Regions from separate parts of the Drosophila melanogaster genome. Here regions 2, 3 and 4 are each linked to region 1. Evidence: chromatin contacts called from public Hi-C data. All regions are on one chromosome and are shown on one strand. The core of a region is the stretch at or near the end of the contact, and the rest is flanking DNA. Distances in the headings are between cores, read along the strand shown.

What was found. Hi-C and Micro-C count contacts between places; a contact is called where the count stands out from the background.
Region 2: a Hi-C map of the Kc167 cell line shows a contact between it and region 1, with 3 times the contacts expected there. A contact is called at or near these places in 10 of 107 Hi-C or Micro-C datasets (the Clone 8 cell line, the Kc167 cell line, the S2 cell line and 3 more).
Region 3: a contact with region 1 is called in a Hi-C map of the Kc167 cell line, with 2.8 times the contacts expected there. A contact is called at or near these places in 7 of 107 Hi-C or Micro-C datasets (the Clone 8 cell line, the Kc167 cell line, the S2 cell line and 1 more) and 1 of 7 datasets of targeted methods (the Kc167 cell line).
Region 4: a Hi-C map of the Kc167 cell line shows a contact between it and region 1, with 1.8 times the contacts expected there. A contact is called at or near these places in 56 of 107 Hi-C or Micro-C datasets (the D17-c3 cell line, the Kc167 cell line, the ML-DmBG3-c2 cell line and 18 more) and 1 of 7 datasets of targeted methods (the Kc167 cell line).

What each region holds. Positions count from the first base shown.
Region 1 is chr3L:20,026,534-20,029,432 of dm6, forward strand. CG14183 reads right to left here and starts at 1,302. Exons shown (of 8, transcript NM_140915.4): 1 at 493-1,302; 2 at 114-438; 3 at 1-56. The coding sequence starts at 1,228. It overlaps Lamtor1 (Late endosomal/lysosomal adaptor, MAPK and MTOR activator 1), which reads right to left and starts at 2,487. Exons shown (of 5, transcript NM_140916.3): 1 at 2,339-2,487; 2 at 2,113-2,276; 3 at 1,712-1,845; 4 at 1,582-1,652; 5 at 1,286-1,526. The coding sequence starts at 2,419. The coding sequence ends at 1,434.
Region 2 is chr3L:19,843,909-19,846,895 of dm6, forward strand. Papss (PAPS synthetase) reads left to right here and starts at 1,385. Exons shown (of 4, transcript NM_168823.3): 1 at 1,385-1,722. The coding sequence starts at 1,681. It overlaps kto (kohtalo), which reads left to right. Exons shown (of 8, transcript NM_080047.2): 8 at 1-1,036. The coding sequence ends at 954.
Region 3 is chr3L:20,186,926-20,189,832 of dm6, forward strand. It overlaps Ssk (Snakeskin), which reads left to right and starts at 1,597. Exons shown (of 3, transcript NM_168831.3): 1 at 1,597-1,837; 2 at 2,067-2,263; 3 at 2,395-2,854. The coding sequence starts at 1,787. The coding sequence ends at 2,635. The region is part of intron 2 of CG42674; the gene reads right to left.
Region 4 is chr3L:20,230,415-20,233,114 of dm6, forward strand. It overlaps CG13813, which reads left to right and starts at 1,255. Exons shown (of 2, transcript NM_140938.3): 1 at 1,255-2,082; 2 at 2,143-2,700. The coding sequence starts at 1,306. The coding sequence ends at 2,658.

The DNA.
Region 1 (2,899 bases), core at 52-2,551:
CCGTTCCTTGTTTTACAGGATCGGGATAAGGATGAAAATTCCCAGTCGCGTCGTAGCTGTTAAGTACGAGTTATACGTTTTTGCCTTTTTTGCCTCAATGAAAAACAACTCACAATTCCTTGAACCATGCCCGGATATGATCGGATATATCTTCCATCATCCATGGACTTCGGAATTGCAGCAATCGGGTGCGCTCATCGTTGATCAAGTTGATGAAGTCCTCATCCAGCTTCTTCTTGAGCATCTCGTTCTTGTACATTTCCATAATAGAATTTGCCGTCTGATTGGGTCGCTTCAGTTTCCTAATTTTCTTCATACCATACAATTCCTCCTTGAACCGCTTCCTAATCTTAACTATTTTCCGCGTCTTGTAACCACGCCAACAACTTTGGATTTTACAAGCAGCATTGTTCTGTATTGCACTTAAGGCTTCCTCATCTAGAAAATAATTAAAAACCAAATTAATTGTTTTGAAACGATCTAGCTACTTGCCATCTATTGCGGTATCCGCTACATCATCCTTTTTGATAAGATTTTCGCAGGACTCGTCCGCCTTCAAGAAGTCAGCTGAAAAAATGGTTCTCTTCACGGGAATACTCATTGCCTGATCAGGCTTAAAGGTGAATTTGTAATTTATTTTCTTTCTTTGATGGACCTTGAGGAACTTTTTCTTGTCGTACTTTATGTTGGACTTGTAAACCCGAGCTCGGCGCGCCCTCTCGTGAGCTTGGATAAGCTTGACCGCCTCACTGATCGGAACCCAATCCTGGGCTGCCTTTTCTTCCTTTTCCTCATCGTTCATGTACAATCGGTTGTCGGCAATGATATTTTGAATGTCCAACGGGCGACGGTAAAGGAATTGTGGTGACCTCCATACGACCAGGTCCCGTGGTGTTAGCTTCCTAGCGATCAGCGCCTTATCTATGTAAATGTATTCGCTCATTTCCAAGTCTTTTAACTCCTCCTTGAGTTGCATTAGCTGCTGAGTGGCATTCTCCACCAAAACACGTACCAATGCCCGCTTTTGCACTTGGAAAGTATTGTGGTATATGAAACTTAACTTATTGACCAGCTCCACATACAAAACATAGAGCTCTGCGTAAATTTTATACGATACTGCCTTTTCCTCTGGCGGCTCAATCTTCTTCAGGCGGTTCTGCTTCTTGATTAATTTACCAATTTCCTTGCGCGTGTAGACCCAAAATTTATGGTTAAGATCGAACGACATTTTGGATTTTAGCTATATGTGTGTGTGTGTGCCTTCCTAAATAAAAAAAATGTCTTGCCGTGTTAAGAATATAGTATGTATTTATTTGCTTCTGTACACTTAATGAAAATAAGTCGATTACCTGGTTATTCAAGGGCTACTTAGTACCAATATAGATTTTGATTTTATATAAATTTATCACTTTATTTCACTTAAGATACGATAATCAGGGAATCCGGAAGGGAACAACCACGGCCTCTTTGTGGTCGATCTGTATGTGCGAGACACTGATGTGTGCCTTCTCGGTGAAGAGCTTCATCTAAAAACATACGAAATTGGTAAGCAACAAGCAATTTGCGAAAAGTAAAACTCACTTGAGCAGTGTCATCTGGATAGGTTGGCTTAGACAGATAGAACTGATGGCTTGGTACATCTTTAAGGAGACCTGTTGTTCATTTAATTGTTAGTCATCATTCACCCTTTCAATCTAGCTATATTGCAAACCTTTTGGTGCGATACTGGCGTGCTGGCCGTTGTTCCACTGTTGATGCAACCGCTGCGAGTACAATCTTATTCTATCGGCGTACTCCTGGTGCTCCAGGCTGTGACAGTCCATGGCTCCAACGTTTATCATGTTTCTGGAGAGCAAAGTAGCGTATAAGCGAATACAAATATAATATAGATAAGCGATAATTAGGGCTGTGTTGCTTTGTTGCATTGAACATCCCGATAAATGCTTGGGTATAACCATACTACATACTAGATCCTGCCATCGCTATAACTACGTAGGTATACTACTATAGTATAGTATAGTATAGCAATCGCTGTAAAATGCTAGCATTCCAATCAATGGAATTGTATATGATAGTGCCAAATGTGGACCCTATACACTATCAACTACGTACATCGCAGTATTCTGCACCAGTCTGGAGAGGGCGTTCTGATCGTCCTTCTTGGGAAGGGAGTGGGCGTAGTCGGTGCTGAGGCCATCGGAGTTGCTCCGTCGAAGGGCAGGACTATGGTTCACCGGGTCCACGAGAAGGTGTGTCCGCTCGTTCGGCTCGTTGGGCTGCAGATGGAACGCATTGTGTATTCGGTCTGTTGACGGGGAAAGGGGAATGTGCGGATTACCTGCGCACCTGGATCTTCGGTGCATTGCCAGCAGTTGCAGATCGAGGCTAGGTAGCTCCAAACAGAGTGCACATACTCCATTCTAAATGCAATTGTTCAATTGTTCTTTATTTTTTATGCAAGTTTTTCTAGGGATGGAATTGTACATATTCGATAAGATCAGTGCTACCAGACAGTTTAAAACAGCTGTATACATACTTGTTATCGATTAGGCGCTAAATATTACAATTTTAATCGGACATTAAATTCATGGGTTTTCATAAGGGAATACTAGTTTATTACTTACTGTTCCTAGCGTTATCCTTGTTTTATTTATTATGAAATACTTTTTATTGGGAATTAAGTTGATTTAAATTTATACTTTATTAATTTGTTATATTTTTATTGGAAATCGGCAATAATTGTGAAGATATTAAAAAATTTAACTGCTTTTGGTAGACATCAATTATTAATTTGAAATATTTATATTGCTGTTTTTTCTATCAACCTATATGACATTTTCCCCAACAGCCAGCCCACGAGAACGAGCACATTCTTGATTGATGAAGATGCCAAAATTTC
Region 2 (2,987 bases), core at 135-2,634, 180 kb before region 1:
GGCATGGCGCCCAACCAGATGAATCAGATGAACATGGGAGGTCAAGGCATGTCGCAGAATCCGATGATGCAGCAACAAATCCCACAGAATATGGTGGGCATGGTCAACCCGAATGCCAACCAAATGATGCAGAGCGGTGGAGCTCAGGGAGGCAACGGTGTGGGCGTTGGTGTTGGCGTCGGCGTTGGCGGTGCCGGCAACAATCCCAACATGGGCATGGGAGGCATGCCTCAGCAAGGCATGATACAACAGCAGCCGCAGCAACAGCCGCAGCAGCAGGTGCAGTTCCAGAACTTCCAGAATCAGTACCAGCAGCAGCAACAGCAGGGCATGCAGCAACAGGGCGGTGGAGCAGGCGTTGGAGTGGGCGTCGGCATGGCGCCCAATCAGCAGCAACAGCAGCAGGCCAACATGATGGGCAACTTCAATCCGCAGATGCAGCAGGGGAATCGCAACAATCCCGACTTTATGGCCGCCGCAGCGGTTGCCCAGCAGCAGCAACAACAACAACAGCAACAGCGCGTTGTTCCCGGAGGAATGATGGCCGGCAACCGGAACCAGTACATGAACCAGGCGCCCAACGTAACCATGTCCACCATGATGGGTCCGGGGCCGGGTGGCGTCGTCGGCCAGGTGCCTCCGTACGCCCGTCAGCAGTCGGCGGGAGGAGGCAAACCCGGCGTCCTCAACACCCAGCAGCAGTTCCAGCAGCAGCAACAGCAACAACAGCAGCTGAGGCACCAAATGATGCAGTTGCAGGGTATGGGTGGTGGGGCAGGCGGCGGCATGGGAGCCGGGCCTCAGCAGGGGGGTGGCGCCGTTGGCGGTGGCGCCGGAGGCGGAATGGTGCCGCAGCAGCAGAGCATGAACCAGCAACAAACGCCGAATCTGGTGGCTCAGCTCCAGCGGCAGAACATGATGGGCCAGCAGCAGTATCAACCACCACCGTACTAGATCGAAGACACTTCTTAATCGTAAGCCTAGTCCTAATCCTTTATTTATCAGATGAATTTGCAATAAACGTACATTCAGAACGAACTTTGTTTTTCATACAAATTTGATTTGGGATATTACAAAAATATTAAATATTTAGCAGCTACATTTTAATAAAGTTTCAACTTTTTTTGTCTATTTTTTCATCCATTGGAACATAAGTTATGTTTCAATGGGTTACTAAAAAGCGGTTATAAAAAAGTAGTATTGACTTTAATTTAATTTGCAATTGGAATTTTTCTTACAACTATGCGATAGTTTAGTTAAAATATTAATTAAATTAATAAATTTGTTTTTACATTAGCAATGTAGTGGGCTATCGTTTAACCATCGTACACTTGGGCCACCTCTAATCAGCTGAGCGCCGATGGCTGCGTTGGTGTGCGTGGGTGTTTGTGTGCATGTGAATTAGTAATAATACAGTTCTCGTATCCCAAATTTAAACGTTTGCTTGCGATATAACTAGACTTTAAGCTATTTAGTGCAATAGTCCAGCTGCTGCGAGTGCTACACCTATTTGGAAAACAGTAAGCCAGCCAACGGTTACTTCCGTGGCGCACTTCATTCATCGATTGCACCGAATTCCGACTCGAAGTACTACTTTTCGCAGTTTTGTTTGGAATTGCTTGGCAGGAGGACGTGCTACTTTGGTGGGTCATAATAGGCGAGCACAGTTCCCCTCGAGAAATGAGTGAAGTTCCGGAGAGCAGCAAAAAGCGTCAAAAGACGGTGAGTATTAGATATGTACATATGTGGCCCTGTGCCCAAAAAAGCTGAGCAAACCCAATTTCTCTAACTCTATTAGAACAAGTGGGCCGAAAAAATTCACCTACAGCTGTGGAATATGTTTGAATTTATCAATCTATTTGATCAGCCTGAGTTGTTTGAATATACATATGTATCTTCAGATCCCCAGATCTCTTTCCCATGTTCTCCCAAACGCATTGTTTCCATCTCCCGGTTAATATTCTCTCCATATGGGTCGCCGGACACGTAACACCAGAATTCCCGGCCTAATCTTATCTTACGCCATGGAAATGACGTTTACCCCACATTAAAATTCGCACTTGACTTCCAAAAAGCATCTATTGCATGCTTGCAGTTGATAAGACTGACTTCACCATACATTTTTTAATTATACTACAATGTATAGAAATATTTAAAATGTATTTGTCGAGAAATGTTGATTCGGCAGAAATATTTTGTACACATGCAAATAAAACCGCAAGACTTGCATTTAATTTTTTCCAGCAGTCTGATTAAAAACAATCGTTTTTAATACTTGAAAAAATATAAATAAATTTTTGAGATAGGTTTGGAATTCCGGCATTAACTTGTTCCGAAGAAAAGTCCTCTTCTTCAATTACAAACCATCTCAACATGAGGTAAAACAATGAATAACTTATGCAACAGGCAACTATTTCCTTGATAACAACTGGTTGCCACAGCGAATGTTGTTGCTATGGCTAAAACAGGTTCAAATTAGGAAGAAAGTCTTGCGAGCCAACTAAAGTGGTAGTTGCAGTAAAGGTGTCAAGTCGGAGACATCAACTCGAATGGGCTACTTTGTGGTCGCAGTTGGCCAAAAGTAGTTGAAACTTGGTTTGCTTCACCGGCTTCACTTGCAGGTTGAATGACCGCAGAGATAACTTGCAGCTTGCGGCCTTTTTTTGTGGCATTGTTTTTAATTTATTAATCAAATTCCCTTAGCTGAACCACAATCAACAAAATGAATACAAGTATTAAATAAATAGTTTCTATTAGGGAAATACTTAAATTCATTTTCACTTTTAGTTACATTTTTTGGCTTAATAAAGCCAAGGTACTAATAGTTTTTGGTTTCATTGTTTATTTCGCGCAGCTTGCTTTCTAAGCTTTTTTACGGCCAGTAATTTGATTTCCATATAGCAACATTTGGGCTTAATGGTTATTGCTTTTATGTGTCATTGCATTACGCGGTAGTTTTATGGATACTACATTAATCGTTAGTTGCG
Region 3 (2,907 bases), core at 347-2,846, 160 kb after region 1:
GGGAAGAATCCGCGGTGCTGAGCGGCATTCGCAATGGGGGAACGAAAACAAAGAACTCGACAACCTTTGGCCTTGATTTGGGAAGATATTCCTTTGCTTATCCAGGCATCAGACAACTTGCATTTAAAATGGAAAGCAGATCTATGTAAATAAATCAGTATCCATGTACCTTGCTCAAATTTAATTTTATTACCTTTAATTAAATAAATCTTATTCAATTACTTGTTTTCCCTAAGCAAATACTATTCTTAAGGCATTCAAGCACGTTTAATCACATTTTAAAAACTTGTATACAAAAGAGACAATTTCCGCTAAAACAACATATTTATTTTGAAAAGCTTAGGTTGGAAAGTTAGTTGTATGCTAAAATTAAATTTTCTGAAATGAAATCCAATAATACCCTCGGCACAGCGTAAATAATACTTGTTTATATATAGTACTCATGAATATCAGTGTGTATACTTGCTACTCAATGCGGGTCATAAAAAAAACCCTTGATGAGGTGTGATCTCATGTTTGTTCCATGTTCTGAACTTATGATTTATACAAGCACATTTTAATGTCGGCCTTAAATACAAAACACAGGGCACGAGGTGCCAAATGTGCAGTATAGTTAATTTCCCACGCCCTCCAAACTTATGCAATTATTCATTTGTCCAAAAACCATATGCATCCATTTTCAATTAGTTTTTAAACATTGAATTTAGAAACAAGGGACTGTAACTATTTCTAACTAAGTTCTTTCTTTTCTTCGTGACCTGAAAATTGTTTGCTTTTCATGTTACACAGTGTTCTTAAAACGCACCATTCATCCAAGAGTTGTATTTTTATACACCATTTTACTGTGATAAATAGGCAATATGTAAATCGAGGAACCCCACATCAACCGCAAGTTGCTTTTTTGCTCCCCAATTGCTCCTATCATTTTGCATTGTGCTCTTCCAATTGATTCGAAATCTCGAACATGGGCCACCTACAGCCACGATTATTGTGCTAGGGTTGTGATAATTGAAATGCAGATTAGGTTCCAGTGACTTTTTGTGTGTCTGAGACTTTTTAATCAGTAGCTGGAATCCACTGGGCTATCGATCATCGGAATCGTGACAAGGTCAGTGAATTTTTAATCTGTTCGAGGGATGCACCACCGGGAGCTTTATCAGTGGGAATGGGAATGGGTCACCACGAAAGTATTTCAGAAATACATCGATGACGCAAGAATAATTGTTTCCGGTCTCTCAGAGCCGCGGGTATGTTTCCCCGTTTTGTGGCTTTGTGGCCGCCATGAATAATGTGTAACAATGCTGTGGAAAGCGGCAAATCGGAGCACCTGATATATCGCGATGTAAGGCGACAGAGCTGCGATAAGGCCGTTTTGATAAGATACGCGGGTGGGGCTGGCGCATGCGCATCTGGGTTTCATTGGGCTTCGGAGCCTGAACATGTTGAACCGTCAACGAATTAGTAACCCATTTCGAACGGCACCTGTTATCGTGAGCCCTATCTTATCTTATCGCTGACCGTGTATGCTCTGATTGCAAAAGCTACAAATTCTTGGCGACACGACGAACTGGGCGCGACAGGTTGGTTGGTTGCCTTTCAGTGATATTTTTCAGTTTAGTCGACGAACGACAACGATACGAAAACGAATCATTTCGCTGTAGTTTCCGCGTGAAAATTACAGAAAAGATTGTGAGTGCCCCTTGACTGGGAGAAACCCCTCTGTGAACTAAAGCATTTGCCCAAATTCCAGCTCAGCGATAAGAGCAATCAGCATATCTAGTGCGAAATGGTGTCCGTGGAGACTGTAGGCTCTATTTTCATCAAGGCCCTGAAGCTGGTAAGTTTTGGGCTTCTTTGGTCCCTTCCTATTGAGCAATAGCCTGTTTGTGGTCGCAATAACTCGGCTGATAGATAAGCGCGCGTTTTATCAGTCCTGGCGTATTAGCAATGTTACTCATACGCCGAGTTGTACGGCAAGGCGAGGCGTGGCCAAGAAGTGATTCATTCATTCCCATTCCCAATTGTGACCTCATTTAATTGCTCTCCTGTGCGCTCCTTTTTCGCAGATCATCAATCTGGTGATCATCTTCTTGTACCGTTGGGGCGATGGTGGCGAATTCCTGGGCATCGGCGGCACGTGGAACTTAAACGAGGAGAAGAGCGCCGATGCGGAAATCGTAGCCTCAGGCGTCATGGTTGGATTCTTGATTTACACTGGATGCCACACCATTGCCTTTGCCTTCGGCACAACCAAACATAAGGGGTATGTTGAATGCCGATATTGATTATAGCTGAACTTTGACCCGCATCTTATTCCTTTTCTTGTATTTTCCGCCCTTAATTCCACACTCTCAACTCACAACTGTTTGTTTTCAATGGCTTTCCGTTTTTCAGAGAGCTGTGCGACACCATCATGAACGTGGTTGGCTGCATCATGTGGATCGCCGTGGGCGGAGTGGCACTCCACTACTGGAAGGGTTACATGTCCGACGAGGGATTCCTGTATGTGAACTCGGAGCGTCAAGTGGGCATTGCCATGGGCTCGCTGTGCGTTATCGAGGGCGCACTGTACCTGCTGGACACCGTGTTGGCTTGCATACACTATTCGAAGGGCGACACCGACTACACGCAGTAGAAACTGAATAGTGGGGATACCAATCGCAGCCGCCGAATAAACACCATCCACATTTGTCTTTATACATAGATCGATTTAAGTGCAAATTAGTTATTATCCGCAATCAATTATCAACTATACGTTCGTAAGGGTCAATTGTCGCTGTACTATACACTAACTGTTTACAATTTTCATTCACGTTTAACATCCTTAAATTGGCAAATACAAATAGTTAAGACCACGCCACGGATAAAAGTTTTTGTGCATTTGGGAACTAATTAAGGGGATGCAAT
Region 4 (2,700 bases), core at 5-2,504, 200 kb after region 1:
TGAAACGAAAGCTTAACCTTAGCCGTTAAAAGCTCCTGTTTGCAAACTTCTACGAATTAGCATTGGTGGGTCTCAGGGGCGAAAAGCTCGGAAGTGCACTCGGTTAGAGCCGATCGGTGGGGGTGAATATATGTAAACGTATACATACATACGTACATGTGTGCCGCTAGAACGGGTTAGATCCGATCGTGCTATACCGTGCACGAGCTTTCTTGGGGGCGTGCATGTACCACGATTGTCAAGTTCAATGGCCGATATTTACGGTTCGCGGGTAATACTCAAAAAGCTTCGGCGGTGGGCATGGTTTGGTTTGGTATGGTATGATGGTATGACAAAAAGTTAAGTTTGATTTTTGTTTTCCTGAATCGCATTCTTTTCTAACTACTTGTATAGTAGCTTGCATATACGAGTAAGTCCGCCGCGAGTGTATGTTCGCATTAGCAATGGCCTTGAGCCGGGTCATCGACCGAAGCTACTGACGTTAGAGCTGAAAATAGAGCACAATAAGAAGTGCACTATCGTTCCTATCGATTGGCCTAAATATTTTGTGCAAACCCTTCTGGATTTGGGCAATGTTGCTGCTTTACAAACAAAACAAATAGATTAATCATGGGGTAAATATTAGTATTGCAGCGAAACCGAAAAACCTAGTTTCAAAGCTAAATAATTGAAGCTCTTTAGTTTGAATGTATCTTAGTTACTGGTGCAACTAGTAAAATCTGCAAACATTTTAGTTATGATTTGAATTAAACTACCAAAAACGTTTGGGGAAAACAGTACAAAAAATTCCCTTCTAAGTTCGTTGCTCTTTATCGGCTACGTAATTTGACGAATTGTTGGAAATGGTCTTAAATAAAATATAAAAAAATATAAATATATAAGACATATGAATATATAAAAAATCATGGACTATAGTGATCTCAATTAAATAAGTGTTATGCTGTTGTAAAGAAGATGAGTTTATAAAAATCGCATATTTTCTATATATCGAGAAATCCATATAAGCAATGATATCGATGATGTTAGTAAAGATGGTTTTACGAATATTCCACGCAATACAAACCCAGTACCATCGATTTAAAAACAAACTCTAATATCTATTCGTTAGTTTAGAAGCAATAAGGATGCCCACTTAACCATTCACCATTCAATCGGTCACGTGGCTTCTATCATCAGCACCACCCTCAATGCAGCGCAACTAGTGTGGAGCTTTTCGGCCGACGAACTATAAAAGCCGAAACAAATGTTGAAGTAGTTCACTTGGAAATATAGATTCAACGACGAAGATTCAAGCCAGGTAACAAAATGAGCGATAACGAGCTTTCATACGCCGTTACCCGAGTCCTTTTGGAGCTGTATCAACGCCATGGTATACCTATGGTCTCGCAACCAATGGCCGGAGTTGGGGAGAATGCCTACGGACAGGTTCTCCGGGTGAGTTGGCCCACGATCGTGGACGCAGCCACCGTGGTGGTCAAAATGGCGCCTAGGAACGAGGCCCGAAGATCCCATATGCACGTCGTGGACTACTATGCTCGTGAAGTCTTCATGTACCAGAAGGTGTTTCCCGTTTTCCGGGCGCTATCTCCAGATCGGAACACTTTCACCGTGGCGCCGGCCCTACAGGCCAATGACTTGAAAGCTCCCGATGAGTTCTTGATATTCGAGGACCTGTCTGAGAGTGGATTTCGGCCCAATTCACGCTGTATTATGCCTACCTACGACATCGTGGTCTGCTCCCTGAAAGCTTTAGCGGAGCTGCATGCGTGCTCCTTCATCCTGCAGCAGACCGATCCCTTGCAGTTCAAGCAGTTGGTGGAGTTCGTGGAGAAGGACAACCTATTTACATCTGACATTGAGGAGGTCACAATTGAGTTTGGAAAGGCGCAGCTGCGCAAGGCGAGAATCATCCTGAAAGAATCCGATGGCGACCAAGTGGCCGCGGTCCAGGAAGTCCTGCAATTGTGTGAAAACCAGCTGAAATCCTTGGCTCTTTACTGTGTGGATGGAAAGGCGCAGGCGCCACATGCTGTTATCTGTCACGGTGACTTCTGGAATAACAATATTCTCTATAGACATGAGGTAATTAATCCTTCTAGTTCTAAGTTATTATCTAAATAAGCTACTATTGCTATTCCCCAGCCTAATTCTGATCAACCTGTGGAGGCCAAGCTGATCGACTTTCAAATGTCTCGCTATGCACCGCCGGTACTGGACATAGTCCATTACCTGTTTGCCTGCACGGAGAAACGATTGCGGGACGAGCACTTCCCCGACTTTATGGATGCTTACTACAACACGATGGACCAGAAATTGAAGTCCTGCAATCTTTCCCTCGAGGGCATATATCCGCGCAGCGTCTTCAATCGGCAATTGCAACAGTACGGCGTTTACGGCTTGATAATGGGAGCATTTTCGCTACCCTTTTTCATTTCCAATGCCAACGAAGTGATTGATATCGATACTGTTTCCGAGGCCATCCAAAGTATTTCGACATCCTCTGATGAACCCAAGTACAAGGAGCTCATTGAAGAATACGAAATGCTCAACGCCCGGACTTTACCAATTTTCAAGCGGCGAATCACTGGTATCGTCGAGGATCTTATAAAATACAACATGACGGAGCCGCTGTTCAAAATGGACTCCGAGCAGTGCTAAAGTATTATAGATAATAACATTAATAGAACATTTCCCATAGAA